Linked DNA regions of Drosophila melanogaster: region 1 is linked to region 2. The links are chromatin contacts, called in public Hi-C maps. All regions are on one chromosome and are shown on one strand. The core of a region is the stretch at or near the end of the contact, and the rest is flanking DNA. Distances in the headings are between cores, read along the strand shown. Region 1 overlaps CG32432. Region 2 has its middle 22 kb from the start of lncRNA:CR46326.

Region 1 (5,114 bases), core at 74-2,573, 290 kb after region 2:
TGCTGAAAAGAAGCCGCTGAGCGTTAGCCACTTTTGGCCAAAGGGCGGATGAATGGCCCACCCACAGAGCCGTTTTTTTTTTGTCGGCGCAAAGTGGCATGCTTTCAGAATTTTGCAACAAATGGCAAAGAGAAATCGAAGTAGAATTTGGGAGAAGAATAAAAAAATCAAATTTCAAGTGCTAGTCGAGAGCTATTTGCATAATGCGACTGCTGCATGAATAAACCATGTCGAACCAGGCTCTCCCAATTCGCGGAGTTTCCACTGCGGCCCCCGCCTTCCCACTTCCCCCCGTTTTCCGGCTTGCCCCTTTTCATTTCCACTGTCTGTGGAAGTAAAACGTTTAAATCAAATCAGGCAAGGAATGTTTTTTATCCCAGCGCAAGCTGCAGACAGCAGAGGTTATGATGATGCCCACATATATATCCTTAAGCTCAGAAGAAGAGAAAAGGACCTTGGGATTTGTATGATGGAATTCATTTAAAAGTTAAAAAAAAATATATGAAAATATTTTACTGAATTTCTTTACCAAAGCACGACTAAGTAATGTGCTTTAAAGGACCTTATATATGTTGAGTTATGTCTAATAAACAATAACTGTTAAATTAGGGTCATTTTCTCTGTGTATGCGATAAGGTTCCTAACGCTTGATTGAGCATTTTTCACCCAGAACAGCTGCAAAGTCCTTTCCGTATCCCCGAAACCTTGTTCCCCCCCGCCCTCCTCGAGGACAATTTATGTGGCTTTAAGGACAAAAGCGTCTGCCGATGGGCCTTTGCCCTCATAAGTATGCCATGAAAAATGTATGGCGGCGTGCATAAAAAAGCGTGCATAAAGGAAAACCCTTTGGAAAACTACACACACAACTGACAATGAATATCAAATGTCAATGACAGCCGCAGCGTGGAAACTATTCCGCAGGACGACCAGCACCCAAGCCAAATATGAAATAAATCACTGGACGGGTTATTGACACGTAAGCAAATATTTGCAGCCACCAAGGAAATGTCAACTTGTTCCTATCGACCGAGTTTCCACACCCACCTCTTCTCGGCCTTACCACCTTTCCAGCTGGCAAACACGTCGGCATGCAAAGCAGTGGGAAAACTCCGAAGAACTTTCCCCCGGAAAACTGGCAGCCGCCTGCTCGTCAAAACTGCGCTAGCATGTCGACAGCAAAGTCCACTTAATCCAAATTCTGTAAAAATTGTCAGCGCTGGGAAATGGGGAGCTGCTTTTCCTTCAACGACGTTGACTTTCCCGGCGATAAGGATGGCAATATCAACCAGCTGACGTGTGTGTGTGTGTAGCTAGCTGTAAGTGTGTGAGGACATTTCAGTGGGTGAGTATGTGTGTGTGTGTGTGTGTGCTGTTTGCTTGGCATGCCATGTCATCAATTTCGCCTTGAATTTGTTTACCCGCTTGGCCTGGTGACTGTCATTCCTGCCGAGTGCTGGAAAATCGAGGAAAACCAGGAAAATGAGCAGAGATGAGGTGGATATTTGCCGTAATTTGAGGAAGAACCGTTTACGGCACAGAGAGTGAAATATGCTTTTCTTTCTCTAATTAGGATGTTATCAGATGGGAAAGGAAAAGGTATTTTCAAAGGAAATTCAACTGGAACAGAAGTATTTTTTGTTTTAATTGATATTTAACCCTAACTATAACCCCTTTTATATGATAGATGAAAACAAGCAGCGTAAGCTACATAGCTTGGTCAAAAGGATTTCTGAAAAATATCTATTTCTGTATACTGTAAAAGTCAATAAAACTCATTAACTTACCCCTTGTGAATAAACTGCATCCCCAGCGTTTTTAGTTTCAAAGAAATCTTCCTCTATTTACTTCTATTCATTGACGACGTTTCTTTTAAATTTTCTTAGCTATAACGAAAGAAAATTCTAACCAACTCCCTTGAATAGACACCGTATTTTCCGATACACAACTTATGGCCAAAGGGAGTGCAAACATTACTCAGGCTAACGAGTGAGTGACGTTACAGTTCAACAACATAATCAGGGTCGCGATGCTTTTCGTCTATTTTGGTAATGTCTGCATCCTCCGGTGAGTACACGCATTTTACGCCCTGGTGAAATGTTCACTGCATGCCCTTAGAGACCAGACCCACACACAGGTTGCCACTTCGTCATCCAGGATCCTTCAACTCATCGCAACTTTCTGCGTCCCCCGCATTTCGCAGTTAAGTGATTGGTGAAATGTATTTGCATAATTTTTACAGATTTCTCAATGGCTGTCATGCATAATGCTCGGCAAAGGACCTGCCGAGCAGCAGTTGCAATGATAGCACAGGTCCTGGAGCCAGAGAACCTTGGTTAGCCACCTAAGCCACCATCTCCCTACACCCCTTTCACGAGTTGGCAAACATGCCAGTTAAGCTTCTTCTTTGCCGATGGTGATGGAAGTTTTTGCATATGCGAATATTTTATGCAGATTTATGTCAACTTTTTCGGGCTACGTGTCCTGCATCCTGGCCACGTGCATTTATTGAATTAGTCTGTGTGTCGGTGAGCCGCCTGCCAGCCACCGTTGTAAACTGCCCTAAAATGTTGTAAATTTTTCGGGCATCAGCTTGTTCCGACACCGGGATATTCGGGTGGTGCCACTGCGGGAGGTGGAGGTAGAAATAAGTAGAGAACACGGGCCCAACTGTCAGGCAAACAACGAAAAGTTGTTTGTGCCCTACTCAGAAAGGCGCCCCCTCGCCATCCACCCACCTAGCATTTACCATTTGCCCACCCAAGCAACTCCCACCCACACACGCATGCAGGATAACAAACATTCTCATTTGTTGTTGCCGATGTCGCCTGTCGCTGAAGCCTGTTTCCTGTCGCGTTGCGACCCCATCCCCAACTCCCGTGCTCCTCTCCTGTGACCAACCACTGCCCATTTTCCCCGTATTTTCCTTGCATACCCTGTGGATTGTGCAGTACCGAAGGTATATTGGTGTTTTATGTAAAGGTTGGAGCTTATGTCATATATAAACTAAGATGTCTTCGTTCGTCATAGAAAAGGCTATACTTTTCTCCAATCCAAAAATATATTAAATTATTCGTTGATCGCTTTATAGAAATATACAGGCCTCTTTATAGTGCTTAAAAACTGATCTATTGATAAACGTGATAAAATGTTTTTGCATTGTATTTTCAATGCTCCTAATTTACGATTAACAATTCGGTAAACTATAAAATTTCAACCAAATTCAGTATACGTATATTGCTGCATGAAAAAGAGGGTATCCTTCAGAGAAGGAGCTCGCATTATATCCTATGTTTTCCTTTTTTTTCGAATAGAAAGAGAAAACTTATCTCCAACTTTATGATGATTTGCACAAAGAGACAACCGAGGAGAAGGGCAGGAAAAAAGACTTCAAGTTGGAGCTTGAGATTGAGAAAGAGAATGAGAATGAGAACGAGAATGAGATTCGGGACGGGAGCAAGTCTTCCTTCTTCAAGTTGTCGCTGCGACTTCTTGTTTGTGTTGTGCGCAGCTTTTCCATTTTCATTTCCTTTATGCCGTGTGTGTGTGAGTTTCCCCCGTCAAGTCGGCCGAAGACTGAAGTGGGACAACACTTAATTTTGTGTAAGTACTCACTCAGCTCATTAACTGAGCCAGAAAAGGAAACTGGGCCTCGTCTCGCACCGGAAAATGCAAATACCGAAATTCAAAAGCCCTGGCCCAAAGAAACGCAGGGGAAATTAAATTTAAGCACCGAAATGGGCGACTAAAAAGAGGCATCCGGAAAAGCATGAGCAGAATGGCTAAAGCAATTTACCAATGGCAGTGCGGCATCTTCTTTGGGCCAAGTGGTAAAATGGGTAATGCGAATTAGAGGACGTATGCGAAAGGAGGAAGAAGGCAGGAGGGAAGGGCGGCTCAAATCCGTTTAGTTAGCACCAAGTAGAGCCATCAATCAGGAAAACACACTCACTCACGCACGCTCGCACGCATGCAATCATTGTGATTTAAAGAGGGGGTGTGGGGATTTTCCGGCGCTTTCCTGGGGCTTTCCAGATGCGATCGTTGACCATAACTCAGCTTGACGCTCTCTGGCATTTTGTGGTCAACAGCAAAGCCAAAACTGCAGTCTCTGCCGCTTGAGTTATGGCCATAAAATGGCATTCAAAATTGCGGAAATGCCAAACCATGAATTTCTTTGAAGCAACTGAATGGAAATTTTTTTGGCAGAAAATTGCAGTTTCTCAACAATAAAATGGTCATGCCATTGATATTGAAACCATCACTAAATTTCACTCTCTTTAGATTAATGGTGTGTGCAACTTAAATGGAAGTGAAGAGTCGAATTGAAAGTTTAAAATACGTTTTAAGATCAAGATGCCATTATATAAGTAAAGTCACATTCACAATTGCTTAAATGACAAGCAATAAATTTATTGGTATCAGCTAAAACATCTCAGCAAAATGTACTGTTTGTGAACATATAAAATATTTCTTATTAAATGGCATATAAATCTAAATTCTTGCTTATAAATCGCTAACAAAAGAATACAATTTAGTTTAAAAGAGCAGAAGACAATTATGAAAATTTAGTTTGACAAAATAAAATGTATAAAATTCAATTTGAAAACTAACAAAAATGTATTGTATGAACTACTAGCTCAAATTCATAAGGTAAAAAATACTTTTCAAGATATTAATATAATGTCACTGTCTAACTTCACATCCGTAAGACAGAAGTGTGTCAAATAAGATGTCAAGTAAATTCAATTTGCCCCGGAGTAGCAAACAATTTCCGGAACTCGTTCTGCCAAATAAACGAGACGTGTGAGCTAAATAAATCCCAAAGAGTTTTTCTTCGACATCACCTGTGAGACTTCCCACGCAGGATGTCTCTTGGGATTTCAGGTAAACTGCATCTTGCGAATTTTCCGTCAGGAATTTCCACACAAATGTTCTAAGCCCAATAAACCCTGAAATATCGTCTAGAATAAATATATTTTCACAATATTGCTGGAAAAAATAAATTATTGCTTCGCAGATATGGAAATTCAATTTGAAACGAAAAAAGGATGATTCGGCAAGACGAATCTTACATACCCTTGCAGTAATTATACATTTAAAAAACGTTCCAATAA
Region 2 (5,164 bases), core at 2,212-4,711:
TGTTCGTTGCCGTTGTTGTTGTTTCGTATTTATGTATCGCCATTGTTGCTATTGCTATGCCGCGCTGTTTAATTGGTTCACATGATTTGTAAATTAAACAATTGCGAGCGCGCGAGACTTTTGTAATTTGTAATTGAAAACTGAGCATGAAGAAACGGTGTGAGCTTTGACAGCTTTTCTGGTTGTTTTCCTCTTGTCTAGTTGGCCGTTGATTGATAATATCGTGATGATGATGATGGCGGGGGGTATGGCCCGTAATTATAGCGGACAGACTGAGTTCTGATTGAGCTGGCATTGGTCTCGTATCGCTTGAGCTTAGATTTCTTGGTGAACGAGACTCTGCCTTTTGGGTGTTTCGGTATTGATGCAACTAAATGTTGTGGCTGAAGCCTGACAACAGGAAGTAATATTTGGATTTTTGATAATGTATCTGAATATTCAATGCGTCGATGGCCGATACTTATTCGCAAATGATTGATCGGAGGACGCTGCTGAGATCTTGATTAGATTGACAGGGGTCTTGGCGCTACGCAGAAAGGTGAATAAAACATCGCATTTGCCAATCTAACGGAAACTAAAGACTTTGAAAAGTATCTTAATTAGGAATCTTTAAAAGTACACTTTAGATAACAACGTTAAAAATTTTTATAAAACTAAAACGTTTATTTATTTCTTTCATTCAAGAAAGTACTTTGTATGCTTTTGCAAGTTCCTTTACTTCCAATAATCGTATATCATCGTGTATAAGAACTAAGACCTAATTTGGTTTAATGGACGTTTCCAGCTCTATAGTGACCACACACCACATTAGATTGCTCCTCTGTAATGGGTAACACCACGGCCTGGTCCTATGATTATTCGATGTTTGACGCCGTATCTTAATTTATCTATACCATACTTTCCGCTAAATAGGTCCCCTCCGAATAGGAATCGCAGTCTCCCGATTCCATGTCCATGTCCATTGTTTGGCATGCAATCTGGTTAAGCCCGTCCCGATCTTTCGCGCTCCTCGAACATCGTTTGACTTGCCTATGGGGTCTTGGCTTTGGTGTCTGGACTATCTTATCTGCGCAATGCCTGTGGAGCAAATCTCTACACGCAGTTGCCCCCAGCAGACGACCCCACCGCCGTTCGGCCACCTATATCTTCGTTGGCTGCAGTCGCAGTCGATGCAGTTGATGCACAAAATATATATATCGCTGTGTATATATATTTTCGCTCATTACTCGAGCAGCGAGAGAAAAGCGGTCGGTGCTGGCTCGATCCAAAAGATTATAATTGATTAAGATGAATCAGCGTTGCGGTCAAAATGTTTGATGGGAATATAAATTGTTTGTGGTTTTGTGTAACGATGCAAAAGCGAACGAGAGAGATGGCCAGATGGATAGATGGCGTTGGACATGAACAAGTTGGCCTAACCAAATCAAATGCAGCGCTTTCGAGCTGCGCCGACTGCAGTCTTCAGGCCAAACGGACCGCATTGCCGCAAGTGCCGCTGATGATGATGCCGTCGCTCAGGGGTTAAGACTGCGGGGGCAATGGGGCAGAAGGAGACTTTGGGGCATCATCAGCACAATGCCAAAATGCCACTCGCAAGGCGGTAAATCTAAGCCGTGGTAAATAAATCAATCGCAATGCGCTAAGAAAAAATTTTCGCGCTCTTTTTTCTCTTCTTCATTTCTGCTGCGTTTGATTTTGTCAGTGCACTTGGCAAAAATATTAACTTGACATTTTCTCACTTCCGATTTTAATTATAAATTACCAAAACAAATGTATATAACGGAATTTTAGAACTTCAATATCTCCAATAATTCAATTCTAATTGATAAAGGAGGCGATCCCACTTAAAAAATTATTATATTTATTAATTGTATGGGACGTCCGTCCCTTTAACTACCTACACAATATGTTTTATTGTTACATTGGATTATTTCACGATTTTACAAGTTGCAAGCCATTAAAATAATATTGTTAGAATATTCTAATTAAAAGTTGCATCTAATATTTCGAGTGTGATTGAGGTGGTGTTGGTGGTGCTGCTGCTGCGGCTATTGATGAGCGGCCATCAATATTTGTCTAGTTCGAGTTTGGAATGTGCCCGGGCCAAGACCCGGACTAGGAGTTGGATGCGGACTTTGTTTCGCACTCGCAGATTCCATAACCCGCTGCAGTGCCTCCCAGGCCTCTCATCTCATCTCAGCTCAGCTCATCTCGTCTCGTTTCTTGACTTGATGTTGATTGCGTGTGGCAAACTTCCTGTTTGGCCACCCAAAGTATTTCTTTTTTGATTCCTTTTTTTTGCGTTTCTGGCCGCACTGCGTTCACAGAATGAGCCCAAGGCTTGGCCCGGCTAATTAAACGCCCTGAAATACACACCTTCGCCCATTTAGCCAATTTGCGACTTTGCAGCACAGTAGCTCCTGCGGTTTATTTGTCTTTGCCAGCTCACGCCCGCACGGCAATCATAATAATCGTTGAACTCTGATCTGATCTGTCTAAGGTAAGGTCTCAATGTAAATTGGCGAATAAAAATCTATATATTTCCATTTTATTTATCGATCATTTGCATTTGCGATGGTGAGAAGAACTCCTGAATCGCATGACGTGTTTCGAGCAACGAGACAAAAGCCAATTGACGAGACAATGTCACACAAAGAATGGAAAATACTCTACGGAAAATGTTTTTTAGTTAAAAATTAATATATATATAAATATACATATATGAATGAAAAACAAACTGTGAACTAGACCACCGATCTATGAAGTTTGCAAGGTATTGCTGGCTGAATTCGTAACCTAAATGTATAGTATTAAAAATCATTTGTATAACTGACTTTGCCCTATTTTTAGGTTCCTAGCTTTGTAATGATTAAACCTCTTTCAATTCAGTCACTCAATTGCGTAACTCTTTCTTGATGTCATACGTGAAAGCCAAGGGACTCATGGCACATATCCAGATTCAGCTTATGGGGCAATCTAACAAGTTTCTGGTCGCCGACGCATGTGGGATGTTAAAGGTGAGGTTACAGGCAGCAAATCAGGAATCAGACAAAAGGCCCAAGCCCCCAAACGCAGACGCAGTTACAGATACAGATACAAAAGTGCAGACCAGGCCCAGAGCTGCAGATTCAGCTCTTTACGTGCTGCTCGCGTTGTTACCGTTTTATTTCTGCTGGGCCCCGAAGCTCGGCTCAACTCACGGTGCCACACACATCTCAGACTTTCAGACTTCTAAAAAACCTGGGATTTTGGGCTCGGCGATGACAAAGTGTGCGAGTAAGCGACTGGTACGCAGACAGACTGGCTGGACAGACGTTTAATTGAAATAAAGAAGTTTAATTTAGCTAAGCGAGGTGTTGTTGCTGCCTGGAGTGCTTTTTCACTCGAGTGGCGTTTTGGCCACGAGTGTGCGTGGGAACAGTGCACATATGTAGAAACGGCAATAGGCCCACAAATGCAGGAAATATTATTGGCTTAGGTTGTCCAACGAGCATGCATAGGTGGCGCCACTCACTCACGCACACGATCCACAAAATCTGGGTTTCTTTCTTAGCACTGAAATCTTTTGGCTTTGTCAAGTGGGAAAACTCTTTATAGTGTAGAATAGTAATTTTAAATGCAAGCAAAGAATAATTTACATTACATTTTAAGTCGCATATATATAACAGGCAATTTTAAATTATCTTAGAACTTTAAAATATTGAAATGCGTTTGCACAGTTATTAAACACCAAAGATACAATTTTTTTTAGCGTGTCAGGTGGAGCGAGGCAAATTGGTGTCGCCCCAAAGTCTTCGCTTGGAAATCGCATTATTACGCCACAATTACACAAGTTTACTCGTATTTTTTTTTGCGTGGCGCCCCTCTCCGATTTTCCTCCCCTCTGCACACGGGTAATTGCAATTGAAGCGCAATCAATTACTTACCATCCGATCGGTTTCGTTTCCCCCCAGCCATAGTCCGTCCGCTGTACAGCTGTCCGACTGGAGTAAAAGGTGCCCGCTGACCAGCCACATGCTGTGAGCTGTAAGATCTGGAGATCCCAGCCAGCGCTGACCAAGATTTACTCGCTCAGACTCGCTTAAATGGAGCTAAGCGCGCAGGTTGATTGCGTGCAATTTATTAAGACGCGCTAACAAGACGTGTGAATGACCAAAGCCGAGCAGGAGCGGTGTACTGGACCCGCACCGAATCCGTGTACCAGGAGCACCACCTGCCCCACCGAGGTGTAATTGCACCTCAACTCGCCCGGTGGTGCCTGCCTGTCATCCATTCAGCCAGCTATGGCCCCAATCGCCGGCATTGTGCAAGCCTCGATTTCTGACTTCTGATGCGAGCACATGGCGCTATTTAAATTGATTTCCTGCTCATTTCTTTTTAATCGGCAAGTAAGTCTTGAATTTCGTTTGCGGAAGGCTGTCAGGTCAAAGAAAGGATTTTCATCTCTCTGAGAATAGGATTAAACGGGTAGATTTATGGACAGTTTACTAGTAATTTGATAGCTAGCCTAAGATTGGGCTCCTGAAATCGTTCAGCTGTCTAGTGTGACTTTCTGTAAAGATTTCGCTTTTAAATAAAGTAAATGTAGTAAAGGTTTACACAGTACAGTAAGTAAACATCTAATCAGCCGATTTATCAAAATCTTCATAATTAATAGTGTTTCCCGAATCGCGGTTAAGGAGCAGCCGCTATGATGACCCTACAAGGACTACCAGGCTTTCCACTCCACTCCACTCCATTCACCTGGCCAAGTTAAGCAACCTGACCTCCTGTCTCACTTTCTAGCGCACACATTCTCCAGTCGCCAGAGGACTGGTCTCCTCCTATCGGCCAGTCCATCTCCTCCGTTCGGGTACTCCGGCTTGACGACTCACAATCAGTGTCGTCCGCTGTTACCACATTTACCACATCTGCCACGACAACCGTCCAATTCCACCCACCCACGACCCCTTTCTGGTTGTCTTGTATCTCAACTAAAGAAGCCCATTACTGTCTCATTCCCGACTCATTCAGCTCGTTTAGCATTGCCCAGAGTCAAGGCTAATCTTCGTGGGGTTGACTGACTGCCAAAGGGGGAAACGCCGATGAACCGACATCTGAAACCCAGACTGCACTCGAAAGAATCAACAGTACCTTAATATAAATGGGGAATACTGAGCGATAA

Evidence for each region. A called contact is a pair of places that touch in the nucleus more often than the background predicts.
Region 1: a Hi-C map of the Kc167 cell line shows a contact between it and region 2, with 2.2 times the contacts expected there. A contact is called at or near these places in 15 of 107 Hi-C or Micro-C datasets (the Kc167 cell line, the PNm cell line, the S2 cell line and 5 more).

What each region holds. Positions count from the first base shown.
Region 1 is chr3L:20,866,153-20,871,266 of dm6, forward strand. All of the region lies in intron 2 of CG32432, which reads right to left. Among named protein-coding and RNA genes, the nearest start is that of CG32432, 16 kb to the right of the region's middle.
Region 2 is chr3L:20,577,325-20,582,488 of dm6, forward strand. No RefSeq gene overlaps it. Among named protein-coding and RNA genes, the nearest start is that of lncRNA:CR46326, 22 kb to the left of the region's middle.